Linked DNA regions of Mus musculus: regions 1, 2 and 4 are each linked to region 3. The links are chromatin contacts, called in public HiCAR-type, HiChIP or PLAC-seq and promoter capture Hi-C maps. All regions are on one chromosome and are shown on one strand. Each heading gives the region's core, a stretch centred on a gene start, on an enhancer-like site or on the middle of the called end of the contact. The rest is flanking DNA. Distances are from core to core; before and after follow the strand shown.

Region 1 (2,700 bases), core at 30-2,529, 1.5 Mb before region 3:
TCAAGAAATCCACAAAGCACCCACCACGAGATAAGGTAAAATTTACAAGACTAACACGAATTGAAGCTACCAGTTGTGAAAGAAGCACATTCTATATAATCTACAGAAAGTAATCCCCAAAGGACAGGCAGTTATCACAGCTTTGTTTGAGAATATTCCAGAGAGTGGAGTAAAAATTAGGTATGCAAATGCAAGATGTAAAAAAATCATTTCAATCAAAGGTTAAAAAATGTAATTCCTAAACCGGGCAGTGGTGGCGCACACCTTTAATCCCAGCACTTTGGAGGCAGAGGCAGGTGGATTTCTGAGTTCCAGGCCAGCCTGGGCTACAGAGTGAGTTCCGAGACAGCCAGGGCTACACAGAGAAACCCTGTCTCGAAAAACAAACAAAACAAAACAAAACAAAAAAAGTAATTCCTGAGATGAAGCCACAGCTGTCTGTGGCTCATTTGTTTGTGGTGGTGTTGGGAATGAAATGTAGGGCCTCGTGCATGAAAGGTGAGCCCTGCACCAAAAGAGGTGTCTCTCTACTTTCCTCTGTATCCTAGCTCCTTGTGGGTTGCCCTAGCAAATGATGTAATCTCCCCAACCTGATCTAGTCTTGAATCATTGCTATTTGCAGTGCGGTTTCAGAATTATTGAAAACTCCCCCTCGGTGTTCAGTATGGTGGGGCTGCTTAATAAACGAGGCGACAGACACCATGAGGGAAAACCAACCAACCAACCAACCAACCATATCTGTCTCTCAGCGCCACACTCTTGTGTAGCAAAATATAAACCCATGGAAACTCCACCCCTACGCCCCCGCGTAAGCTGCAGTGGAGTTTCAATACTTTAAACAGAAATGACAAATTGAATCTATAAATTTTCTCCAGGAACATGGTGAAACCTCACACGTCTTTTTCATCTTTTCGTCCCTTCACCGACCCTGAGGACTAACCTCTCTGAGACTGGGAAAGCAAAAGGAAGCTGTGCAGCCTGTGTTCCTGGAGCACGTAGGAAGCTAGTTCTTCGAAGGGACCCTCCCAGCACTCTCCTGCGCGTGCGCGTTACTTTTTGCTGTCACTAACCCAGGAAACCCCTCCCCCAGCACCTGTAGGCACATTCTGCATCCCTCCCGAACGCGCCATATATTTGAGCAGGGAACATTGCCTAATCTATTTTCTCCCCTTCTACTCTTAATAGATCGGAGCACAAAAGCCCGAGAGAGGGTGACCTGCCAGACAAAAGGGCCTTTGAGTTTCTTGGAGAAGGAGACTTGGAGAACGATGGAAGGAATCCAAGTGGCCCTATTATTTCCACTTGCACTAATTAGACATTTTTCTGTCAGCTATTGAGCACTGCTGAGAGGCCAAACTCACTGAATTCATTTCTAAAGTGTTTACAGAAGTTTGCATCTGTTTGTGTCTCTTCAGGAGGAAAATAAGCACTTCAATAGCATTGTGCAAAATCTAAACGAAGCATCCTATTCTGGAGGCCCTGGCGTCCCCGCAGCTGCATAATTTAGCTCCGTTCGGGGGCCCGAACCTCTCGCATCTCTATCCAAAACCTATGAAGCAAAGTACAAGGACGTCAAGTCAGGAGACTCTCCTCTTCGCTCTCTTTTTCTCAGCCTCTCTCCTTTGAAGTGGCAGCGTGCTGCGTCCTACGTGCAGATTTGGGTGGTGTGGTTCTTGCAGCGCGGCTCTCCGGTTCTCTGTTTCTCGAGAAATTAATACCCACTTTCATTTGTTGCCAAGTGAGGGGACAGTACATTCCTCAGCAGCGAGGCAGAATACATCAGCCTTCTGGGAATCTCCCCACAGGCTAGGCTGCAGGGAGGAGGGTGAGGGGTATGCTCTGACATGAGAAGGGGAGGATGAAAGACGCAGGAGTGTGTGGTAGGGAAGGGACACTAAGGAATCTCCCTGCGTGGCAAAATGTGCCTGGGCTGTGCACAATTAGATTAAAATGAAAGGGAACCCCTGGCCCTCCCCAACCCCCCCTCCAAAAAAGAAAGAAACACACACACACACACACACACACACACACACACAATCCCCTCCTCTAATGGCTTACAATAGAGTAGTGCTTTTGAAATGGATATTGGTTCACACATATGAATCTTTGTTGTTATGGTGGTGGTGGTAGTTTGGGTTCTTAGACCCATGACTGACTTGCCATCTCTAGGGACTCAAAATTATGATCATATGCCATAGCAACAGAATTTCTGTGTTGCTGTGACCCCAGCAATCTCATGCTCAGAAACAAATGAATCCTACCCCTTTATCTTTCCTCAGAGGCTGTCTTCAGGGACAGAACAGACAGTTACTGTATTCTTCTTGCTGAGTGACCATGTTTAAATACGGTACTTAGAGACGGTGAAGAGACTTTACTAGATTCCTAAGGGGACAGGCGCACACTTGCGCACACAAAGCTACACGTGCCGACAGCCCACAAACATAGAGTTGTGTTGCCACAATTGTTTGTGGGATGGGAAATACGGGATTCTAATTGAGTTTTAGGCACAAAGGGAACTTCATGGCTAGGAAGCCGAGTCAGGTGGTGAAGGAATTAAACTCCACAAAGAGATTTCGATACACAGAAGATTGAAAAAATGCTAACAAGCCCTGTCTTTTTAAGGGCTGAGGCTGTAGAGCAGCCCCTCCTCCCAGTTCTGAGCCTCAAGTTTGGGTCCCAGCTACAAGTTCAAAGCCACAA
Region 2 (2,700 bases), core at 196-2,695, 1.4 Mb before region 3:
GATTAGATTCTAATGTGGACCTGCATGCTTACTTAGAGTCTCTTTGGGATCAATCATGCCTGACAGTTCTGGAAAATAAAGAGCATGCCCTCTAGCATCCTGAATTTTAACCTGTATCTTCTGTCAGTGTTGTTAATAGCCCCTACTTAAATATTAATAGTATAAAGTGAAGGTTTCTATGTTATTTCTCTACTTGTGTTAATGCACTTTGACCATGTCCATCACTTTATTACTCCCTTATTCGTCACATTTTTTTCACATGTTCTTCAACTCAGCTTTGAAGATTAAAGAGTTCAGATGGAGCACAATCATGACGCTAGGATTCACAGGAGGCAGAAGGGTCTTGACTTGGAAGCTAGCCTGAGCTACATGACAAAACCTTGTCTAAAAAGAAAACCGTTAACAAGAAAGAGATCTGAGAGCAGAAACTCCGATTTTTATGTTACTTTATTGCCTGGGTTTATTTGGCACAATCACTTGGCAATGTCTTATCTTGTACCTGCTTTGATACAGCTCAATCGAAAGAAGATTCCGTGGCTGTCTCTTCTTCCAAGAAGGAATAATAAACGTTGATCATTAACCAACGAAATTACATCCCTTACTGGAATCTGCCTCACTTAAATGTACTTAAGTCCTTTCCCAGCCGAGGCTTCCCAGCAGAATTGGGGGGGGGGGGGAGGCCCTCCAGTAGACTGACAACAGTGCAGAAGCCACATCATTTTATTGTCCCAGAAAAAGACCTACCTCCCCTGACATTAAGGACAGAGTCCAGACAAATAAACAGTTTCCATGGAAAGACTGTGGGAATTGCTATTCAGGTTCCCAAGCAGAGGGGACGACGGAACGGACAACTAGAACATCCTTGGCAACTTCTACAGTCACTCTGGTTCTCTTCGCTCTGCTCTCCATCGCTCTTCTCCCTAAATAGAAGCCCTCTCCTACCTCTCTCCACAGCTGCCTTCTGTATTTCCATCCCAACCTCCTTGAACTTCGGAAATTAGTGTCCGGGTATCCAGTCGGTCCTCTGAAAGACCCTCACGAGGCTGTTGCCCCTGTCACCACTCAGCACTAGGTGTTGGGCGAAGAAAGGTTGGTTAGCCGGAAGTGACAGGTGAGGAGGCTTCTGGACGGCTTGTGCGCAGGGTGGCAGCATCCCGAGGAAGGTTCCAATCCTGTCTGGCTGGACTCTCATCCGCTCCCCACGCCTCGGGTTGAGCAGAGAGTAGCCACTGCCTCCCAAGGCCCGAGATCAGGCGCACATTCTTAGGGTCCCCAACGAGTCCTCCAACTGCCTGCTGGTCCACCACCCCACAGCAGCTCTTAATCTGGAACCGACCCAGTTCCTTTCTTCTCAAAGCCCAGCTCCCGGGTCACATGCCATCTAGAGCTGCCTCTTGTTGGAGAAGGTGCGGTCGCCCCGGGTGCCCGGCGACTCAAACCCGGTCAGTCAGGAGACCTCAGAGAGGCGACAGGGGGCAGGGCTTCCTGTGGAAAAGGGCTGGACGGCGGCGGCAGCCTCTTGCCTGGCTCTGCGGGGCTTTCCTCCCGGCAAGGGCTTTGCCGAGGTCACTCGCGCGAGGCCGCTCTTGGCGCGCCCGTGGGAGGCTCGGTGGCGTGGGAGGACCAGCGACCTGCGGATTCCTCGAGCTCCCACGGCGCTGGCAGCGACGGTCCCCCACCCCCACCCCTATCCCCAGGCTTCCACCAGAAGGCTCCGCAAGACTCACGGACCTCCAAGTCCCCAGGTACCTATTGGTCACCTGTTTAGCTTGAGAGTGGGGGACTGTCGCTTGCCTGCTTCTCTCTCTCTCTCTCTCTCTCTCTCTCTCTCTCTCTCTCCCTCCCTCCCTCCCTCCCTCCCTCTCCCTCTCCCTCGCTCTCGCTCTCTCTCTCCTTGGCTTGGTTTACAGGCAGTCTTGCACTATATACTAAGGAAAGGTTGAAAAAATATATAGCCAGCGCGATCTTAAGCTTATGAAATACGTGATCTTTATAAAATAAGGGAGGAACCGAACAATACTGGGGGAGGGGAGCGGTGTGTGTGTATGTCTTTCCTCTCCTATTCTTGCAAACTTTTCATCCAATCGGAAACTAGAAGGATGCCGCTTGTGCATTCTGGCTCACTAGCCGACATCCCGGTCCCCCGCCGTCACATGCTGTTATTGAACTTGGGAAATATCCCAGTCCGGAGTGCACAAGCCTCTTCCAGACCCACCTCCCGGCCGTAGCCGGGTCACAGGAAAGCCCAGCGTCGTTGTGATCCGGGATTTTCCAATTTTCCCAGAGGATTCGCATCCGGTTGCTGGGAGAGGCTCCGTGGGGGGTCCGCGGCCAGGGAGGGGAGTGGGGCCGGGGTGGGGATAAGAAGTGGAGGGTGGGCAGAGCGAGAATCGCCAACGCTGGAAAGCGCTGAGCTTGCCTGACGCTCTCCTCTCCGTACTTGGTTGCCCCCACTCTCTCTGAAAGATTGGGAACCAGAAAGGCTGCTGAGTCGGCAGTGCAGGTCTGCTTTGGTGTAAAATTCGCGGACAAATGTCTTCTAAGACACCCGGTGGGGCCATGGCAACTGAGGGAGTTGGGCAAGAGAGTAAAATTATCTTTTGTTTCTTCCAAGTTTCTCTTCCCCTTCTGCCAGCTCGGTGTCGGGTGTTTGTCAAGAAGAGAAGCTTTTTTGCAAAAATAAAAACTCCCTTCTTGTAA
Region 3 (2,700 bases), core at 134-2,633:
TATGAAATTAGAAGTAGGACCCACTTGTAGACTAGGAAAGGCCCCTTTCAGCCTTACATACTCTGGACTTTCAAGAACATTCGCTCATATGGGGGGGAACTTCCTTCTCCTTCCCCACCCCCATCCCGGTGCAATTTAATACCACTCTCAGTCAGGAACCTTAACCTCGTCATTTTAAAAAATGAGATATCCGCGACCCGGGGTGAACTTGTTGAGTGTAGGTACAGCAGAGGAAATTCTAGACTCTGAGAGTCCCAGACTTGAGCAAGAGATCCCATGCCGACACACTGGCCGGTGTGTGGCCCTGTCTACCTGCGCTCTTCCACTCTGATCCACCCGTCTTGACCTCAGACACCACCGTGACCTAGCCCTTGCCTTACTGTAGTTCAGGCCTCCCTCCGGTCATCGTCTGGTAATATCTCCCTCCTCCTCCTCCTCCTCCTCCTCCTCCTCCTCCTCCTCCTCCTCCTCCTCCTCCTCCTCCTCCTCCTCCCCCTCCCTCTCTCCCTCCCTCCCTCTCTCCCTCCCTCTCTCCCTTCCTTACCCCTTTTTCTTTCTTTCTTTCTCTCTCCTTCCCTCCCTTCTTTCATCCCCCCCACACACACCTATCGGCTGTGGCTCTCCCACCTTCTGCCGCTAGCTCACCCTATTTTTCTAACTTCTCCCAGTCATCATCTTCTCTTTGCCACCCCATCCATCCACCCACCTTCAGTGCTGCCCTCTGTGGATCCCTCAATTCCCTCCCACTGCCCCTGTAGACAATCAGTACAGTAACCAGCTTTCCTCTACTCCGCGGGCCTGAAAGGAGGTCACGCGCGCGCACACTCACATCCACACTTCGAAAGCCTCACCCGGATCAAACCAAGCCACACTGCCCTTTGTTTCATTTCATGGGCCACTTTGCTAGTCCCTTCCTCGTAAGCCACCCAGACTTTGCTCCGCGCGAATAGGTTTCTGTCTCCCCAGGCTCTGGCCCTCCCACTCAGATTTAGAAGGGGTTTGACGCACAACCGTTTTTTCTCCGTCCATTCCATCCTTGTCCCTTTCCTACCATCCCCACCATCCTGCTCCCCAGCTTGAGTGCTAGCTCCTGCCACTGGTCAGCTCCTGTCGGTCGGTAGTTGCCTCCGGCCCCTGATCCTCCGCTCCTCCCTCCTGGGTTCTGTCCGGGACCGCAGTCTCCTGGGCCCCTGGGCCTCACTTCTCAGCCCTAGTGGTCCCCTGTCCCCTCGATCGCCCCTGCACGCTCCCCCACCCCCGCAGTGGCCCAAGGCTGTGCTCGCCCCTTGATCGCCCAGCGTACAGCAGGCTCGGCCGCCCGCCCGCGCGCCACTGTGCACTGGAGTTTGGTGGAATCTCTGCTGACGTCACGACACTCCGCACACGGAGTCGGAGCGGAGGGAAGAGAGAGGGATGAGAGCGAGGGAGGGGAGAGAGAGTGCGAGACCGAGAGAGAAAGCCGGAGAGCAGCAGACAGAAACTGCCGGCGCCCGCTAGCTTTAGCAGCCCCCCGCGTGGACCCTCTCGGAACTTGGCACCCTCAAGATCCCCGCAGTTCCACCCAGACCCGCTCCACGGCGCTGGCTGTGCAGCCCGAGCCTCGGCCGCCTGGCAGTCACCCTGGGAAGCGGTGGGACGGGGAGACAGCCGTTCTCTCTCCGGTAGCCGGTAAGTGGAGGCCCTCTCTCCCACAGAGCTGTGAGATAATGCGAGTCTGGAAATTTGTTCCACTCTGGAGAACCTCCGCCGTGTATGATTTGTGGCTCGCCGGGCTTGTTTCTCCAGATTCAGCGCAGTTGGCAAACAGATCTTACAGAGCCCCTGTTCCGTTCGCCCTCAATCGCAGACACTAGAACAGTCCTACCCGGCGTTGAAGTCGACTGGAAGCCAGGCATGGCTGGCAGTTAAAACGAGGCATCTTCCCTGAAATTTCGATGCCAACAGGGTAGGGAGAAATCCTCCAGCTGAGGATTAGCCCAGTCAAGATAAAGGGCCAGCTACAAAGTTTCAGCTACTGGAATAGATTAGCCCCTTCCCATCATTACCCATTGGAAAAAAAAGGAGATTCCATCTTAACCGGCGGTTAGTGACCTCTCAGGCCCAAGCGAATTACCTGAGAGCCAGGCCTAGATGCCAACCCGCACAATTACTTCGGATTATAAATCCTTTAAATTGATCATCAGTCAACTCCAATCTTGTACTGAGGGAGATGCATTTTAAACGGATGCGGAGAGGCCACTATTTTGCAACTGGTAACTAAGTAAAAACATGCGATTCCAAACCAGCGAAATACAGTCCTTTTATTCCAATTAAATCACCTTCCCTAAACAATTTAGAAATCAAACTATCCTAGGAGGCTGGGATATTTTTGTTTTTATTCTATTTTGTAGGACTACCGTATTTTTTTGAGGTAAATTAAAATGGGGAGAGAGTCTTTTACTATTATGAATTACAATAATATGCATTCATACATTCTAAACGATTTAACGAACAAGTAATTTGATTTTTAAGAGATCTCTGCATCCTTTTCAGACCATTAGTTACAATTAAAGATATTTTATTCTCATGCAGTATCATTTAGAGGAGACTCCACCTAAAACCAATAATTTCACAGAAACAAAGATTGTTACTGAAGTGAATTGAGGACTTGTTGTTGTTGTTGTTGTTGTTGTTGTTGTTGTTGTTTGGGGGGCGTTGAAA
Region 4 (2,806 bases), core at 116-2,615, 1.3 Mb before region 3:
AACACTCTGTCTGCGTTAACACTACATGGCATTTATATTGTTTTTTAGAGCACAATGGAAGAATAGATGGTCAGACACCCTGCCACACCTTGGATATACTGCTTCTGTTGGCACTTCAAGACTATAAGCTTGACACACAAGAAGCCTTTTAGGGAAGAGAACTGACGTGTATGCTCATGTTGAAAGCAACCCTGTGGTATGTTGTCACTAATCTTTTTTTTTTTTTAAAGATTTATTTATTTATTATATGTAAGTACACTGTTGCTGTCTTCAGACACACCAGAAGAGGGCATCAGATCTCATTACAGGTGGTTGTGAGCCACCATGTGGTTGCTGGGATTTGAACTTCGGACCTTCGGAAGAGCAGTCGAGTGCTCTTACCCACTGAGCCATCTCACCAGCCCGTCACTAATCTTAAAACAGTGTTAAATGAAGGAGGTCGGATCCACATTATGCTTAGAGCAGCCTGAGTAGAAGCTTGGTAGCTGTTGGGTTTCAGACCCAGGACAAGGGACTGAGGTGCATAGTTGTTGACATATTAAAACAGACCTGGCCTCCTGGCTATCCCAGCATCCCTCAGTCCCCACCTTGCATACTCTGCCTCAACAATGAACTTTCCAGTCTAACGGCTGGGCTCTCCTTCTCTCAGAGGCTCTTCCCTATATAATCCAGACATTTTAGTCTCTTCCTCCCCCCTCGCGCATTCATGCACACAGCCCTTTTTTCCTGCCCCCTTCCTTCCCCATGGGGACTTCCCTGGTTTCCCTCCTTGGGGTCAGTGAATTCCCCTGCTTGAGAGCAGCTTCCCAATAAACCTGCCCTTAATCTAATCTAATCTGGGTTGAAATGGCTCATTCTACTGATGGAGAAATAACCTACTACGAGCCACACTCACTGGGGCTGATTTCTGGCCTCTGCTAACTCATATCCTGGGCCATTCTAGATGTCTAAATAATGAGCTTATTCTTCTATTTCTCAACATCAGTTGAGAGTTAGGCTTTTGTTGTTGTTTTGGTTTTTTGTTTTTGTTTGTTTTTTGGTTTTTTTTGCTTGTTTTTTTTTTATTTTTTTTATTAGGTATTTTCCTCGTTTACATTTTCAATGCTATCCCAAAGGTCCCCCATACCCACCCACCCCCCAATCCCCTACCCACCACTGCCCCTTTTTGGCCCTGGCGTTCCCCTGTACTGGGGCATATAAAGTTTGCAAGTCCAATGGGCCTCTCTTTTTTTATTTTTTGCTTGTTTTTTAAGTCTCTGTTCAATCCATGGGATTATAGCCATTCTAGGGACTAAACACAGAGAAGTCGGTGAAGAACAAACGGCTGCTGCCGGTGCAGTGGGGCAATATTTGAACAACGCCACAGTAATGTGACACAGAGGTCACTGCTCTTAGCTCTGCAACGTTCCACGCCCAGCCCAGGGGTTCATAATAGACATTGGAATGTACAAGTCCACTCCCTGCAAACATTCCTACCAATCTAACACCTTGATTGCCAGCAGCCTCTCCCACAACCACAGCCACAGCCAGAGCCACAGCCGCAAACCTTTCTCTCACTTCTGCCTTCCAAATCCTGAATGCATGTTGGGACAGAATTTAAGACTCCCCGCCACCCCCAACAAAAACAACAACAAAAACAAAAACGAAACCCCATAAAAGAAAGTGTTTTGGAGAATGCAGTCCAGGTTAGTTTCTTATCCACATTGAAGGGGTGGGGACTTCCAAAGCCAAACGATTGGTTGCACATAGTATATGCTTGTGTCTTGGCACTTTCCTCACTGCAGAACATAGATAGGTTCATATCTGGCCAAGTCAACCGTCAGGGTGTGCCTTACTGTGACTCTGCAGAGACATTTGGCTCTGTGGAACCTCCCTGTTCCCCATGCTACCACCTATCAGGAGTAGTATTTCATTTGTTCTTAGTAATCCTGTCATAGCTGCCATGTGCCACATTTGCTTAGATCTTCTTGCTGACCCTTCTAGATGTTAACACCATCTCTGTCAGGCCGCTCTTCTGAGGGCAGAGTAGAAAACACCGTTCCGAGTTAGGGCTCTCGGCACCCCCAGACTTTCTGCTGCGGCTGCAGAAGACTGGTGATTCTCTGAATCCATTTCTGGTCCTTGATGGTGAGGTAAGGGGAGGAGGGAGCCTGGACTTCTGACTGCTTCACAGCACAGTCCTGGTCCTGATTTCAACTTGAGCTTCACCTCATCTTACTATGGACACTCCCGTGGGTATAACGTGGCCTGGGGCCTCTAGACAGCAAATTGGTTCTGCATAGTACCTGCTAGTGGACACTGATATATTGTTGCTGGCTTAATTAGTCCTACTCCATCTTCTCTACTAAATTTATTTAGACATTTCTCTTTGACTACTATCACTTTTTAAGTAAAAAATAACTTTCTAAGTAAGCATATGAGGTGATGGACTTTAATTATGCCATGTTTACATCCATGCATCATTATATTTATGCTCTAATTATCCTCTTCCCCTCCAGTCATACACACACACACACAAACACACACACACACACACACACACCCCTTTCTCCCTCTAGCAGGTTCCTTCCCTTCCCCTAGACATCCCCACTTTTGCTTCGTGCCACATACACTCAGTTGTCTTCCCTGTATGTTTGAAATCCCCTAACATCTCTACTTTCCCTCGCCTGGCCCCCTTCCTAGTTCCATGGTCCACCCTCACACAGAACACACAGATAAGTTTAAATCTTGGCTGCATATGTAAGAGGAAAGTGCATGTAATATTTGTCTTTATGGCTTATTTTGCTTAACATAATGATTTTCAGGT

What was found. Promoter capture Hi-C pulls out the DNA fragments that hold promoters and counts their contacts. HiCAR-type assays count read pairs that join an accessible place to other places. HiChIP or PLAC-seq counts read pairs in DNA pulled down with a chosen protein or histone mark.
Region 1: a HiCAR-type map of astrocytes shows a contact between it and region 3, with 6 times the contacts expected there. The contact joins the enhancer-like site here to the promoter of Pitx2 in region 3. A contact is called at or near these places in 4 of 39 promoter capture datasets (embryonic stem cells, hippocampal neurons, liver and 1 more) and 3 of 115 datasets of contacts at active chromatin or transcription factors (astrocytes, embryonic forebrain and kidney).
Region 2: a contact with region 3 is called in an H3K27ac HiChIP or PLAC-seq map of embryonic stem cells, with 28 times the contacts expected there. The contact joins the promoter of Tifa here to the promoter of Pitx2 in region 3. A contact is called at or near these places in 13 of 39 promoter capture datasets (cranial neural crest, embryonic stem cells, frontonasal cranial neural crest and 6 more), 15 of 484 Hi-C or Micro-C datasets (LSK cells, embryonic stem cells, epiblasts and 1 more), 8 of 115 datasets of contacts at active chromatin or transcription factors (embryonic stem cells, forebrain, kidney and 1 more) and 1 of 9 other capture datasets (embryonic stem cells).
Region 4: a contact with region 3 is called in a promoter capture Hi-C map of trophoblast stem cells, with 18 times the contacts expected there. The contact joins the enhancer-like site here to the promoter of Pitx2 in region 3. A contact is called at or near these places in 5 of 39 promoter capture datasets (embryonic stem cells, hippocampal neurons, liver and 1 more), 4 of 115 datasets of contacts at active chromatin or transcription factors (embryonic forebrain, embryonic stem cells and stem cell-derived neural progenitor cells) and 1 of 9 other capture datasets (embryonic stem cells).

What each region holds. Positions count from the first base shown.
Region 1 is chr3:127,704,567-127,707,266 of GRCm38.p6, forward strand. The region is part of intron 3 of Alpk1 (alpha-kinase 1); the gene reads right to left. Among named protein-coding and RNA genes, the nearest start is that of Neurog2, 73 kb to the left of the region's middle. RefSeq lists an enhancer at 682-2,682. Within about 2 kb of position 1,280, at least 53 of the 459 cell types and tissues checked have an H3K27ac peak or open chromatin away from gene starts, as enhancers often do. A contact at or near this core is called in astrocytes, where this site is marked.
Region 2 is chr3:127,788,427-127,791,126 of GRCm38.p6, forward strand. It overlaps Tifa (TRAF-interacting protein with forkhead-associated domain), which reads left to right and starts at 1,446. Exons shown (of 3, transcript NM_145133.4): 1 at 1,446-1,745.
Region 3 is chr3:129,198,495-129,201,194 of GRCm38.p6, forward strand. It overlaps Pitx2 (paired-like homeodomain transcription factor 2), which reads left to right and starts at 1,384. Exons shown (of 5, transcript NM_011098.4): 1 at 1,384-1,668. Gm40149 (a long non-coding RNA gene) reads right to left here and starts at 415. Exons shown (of 4, transcript XR_867634.2): 1 at 1-415.
Region 4 is chr3:127,928,671-127,931,476 of GRCm38.p6, forward strand. It overlaps 9830132P13Rik (RIKEN cDNA 9830132P13 gene), which reads left to right. Exons shown (of 5, transcript NR_040552.1): 3 at 49-196. Among named protein-coding and RNA genes, the nearest start is that of 9830132P13Rik, 14 kb to the left of the region's middle. Within about 2 kb of position 1,366, at least 83 of the 459 cell types and tissues checked have an H3K27ac peak or open chromatin away from gene starts, as enhancers often do. A contact at or near this core is called in trophoblast stem cells, where this site is marked.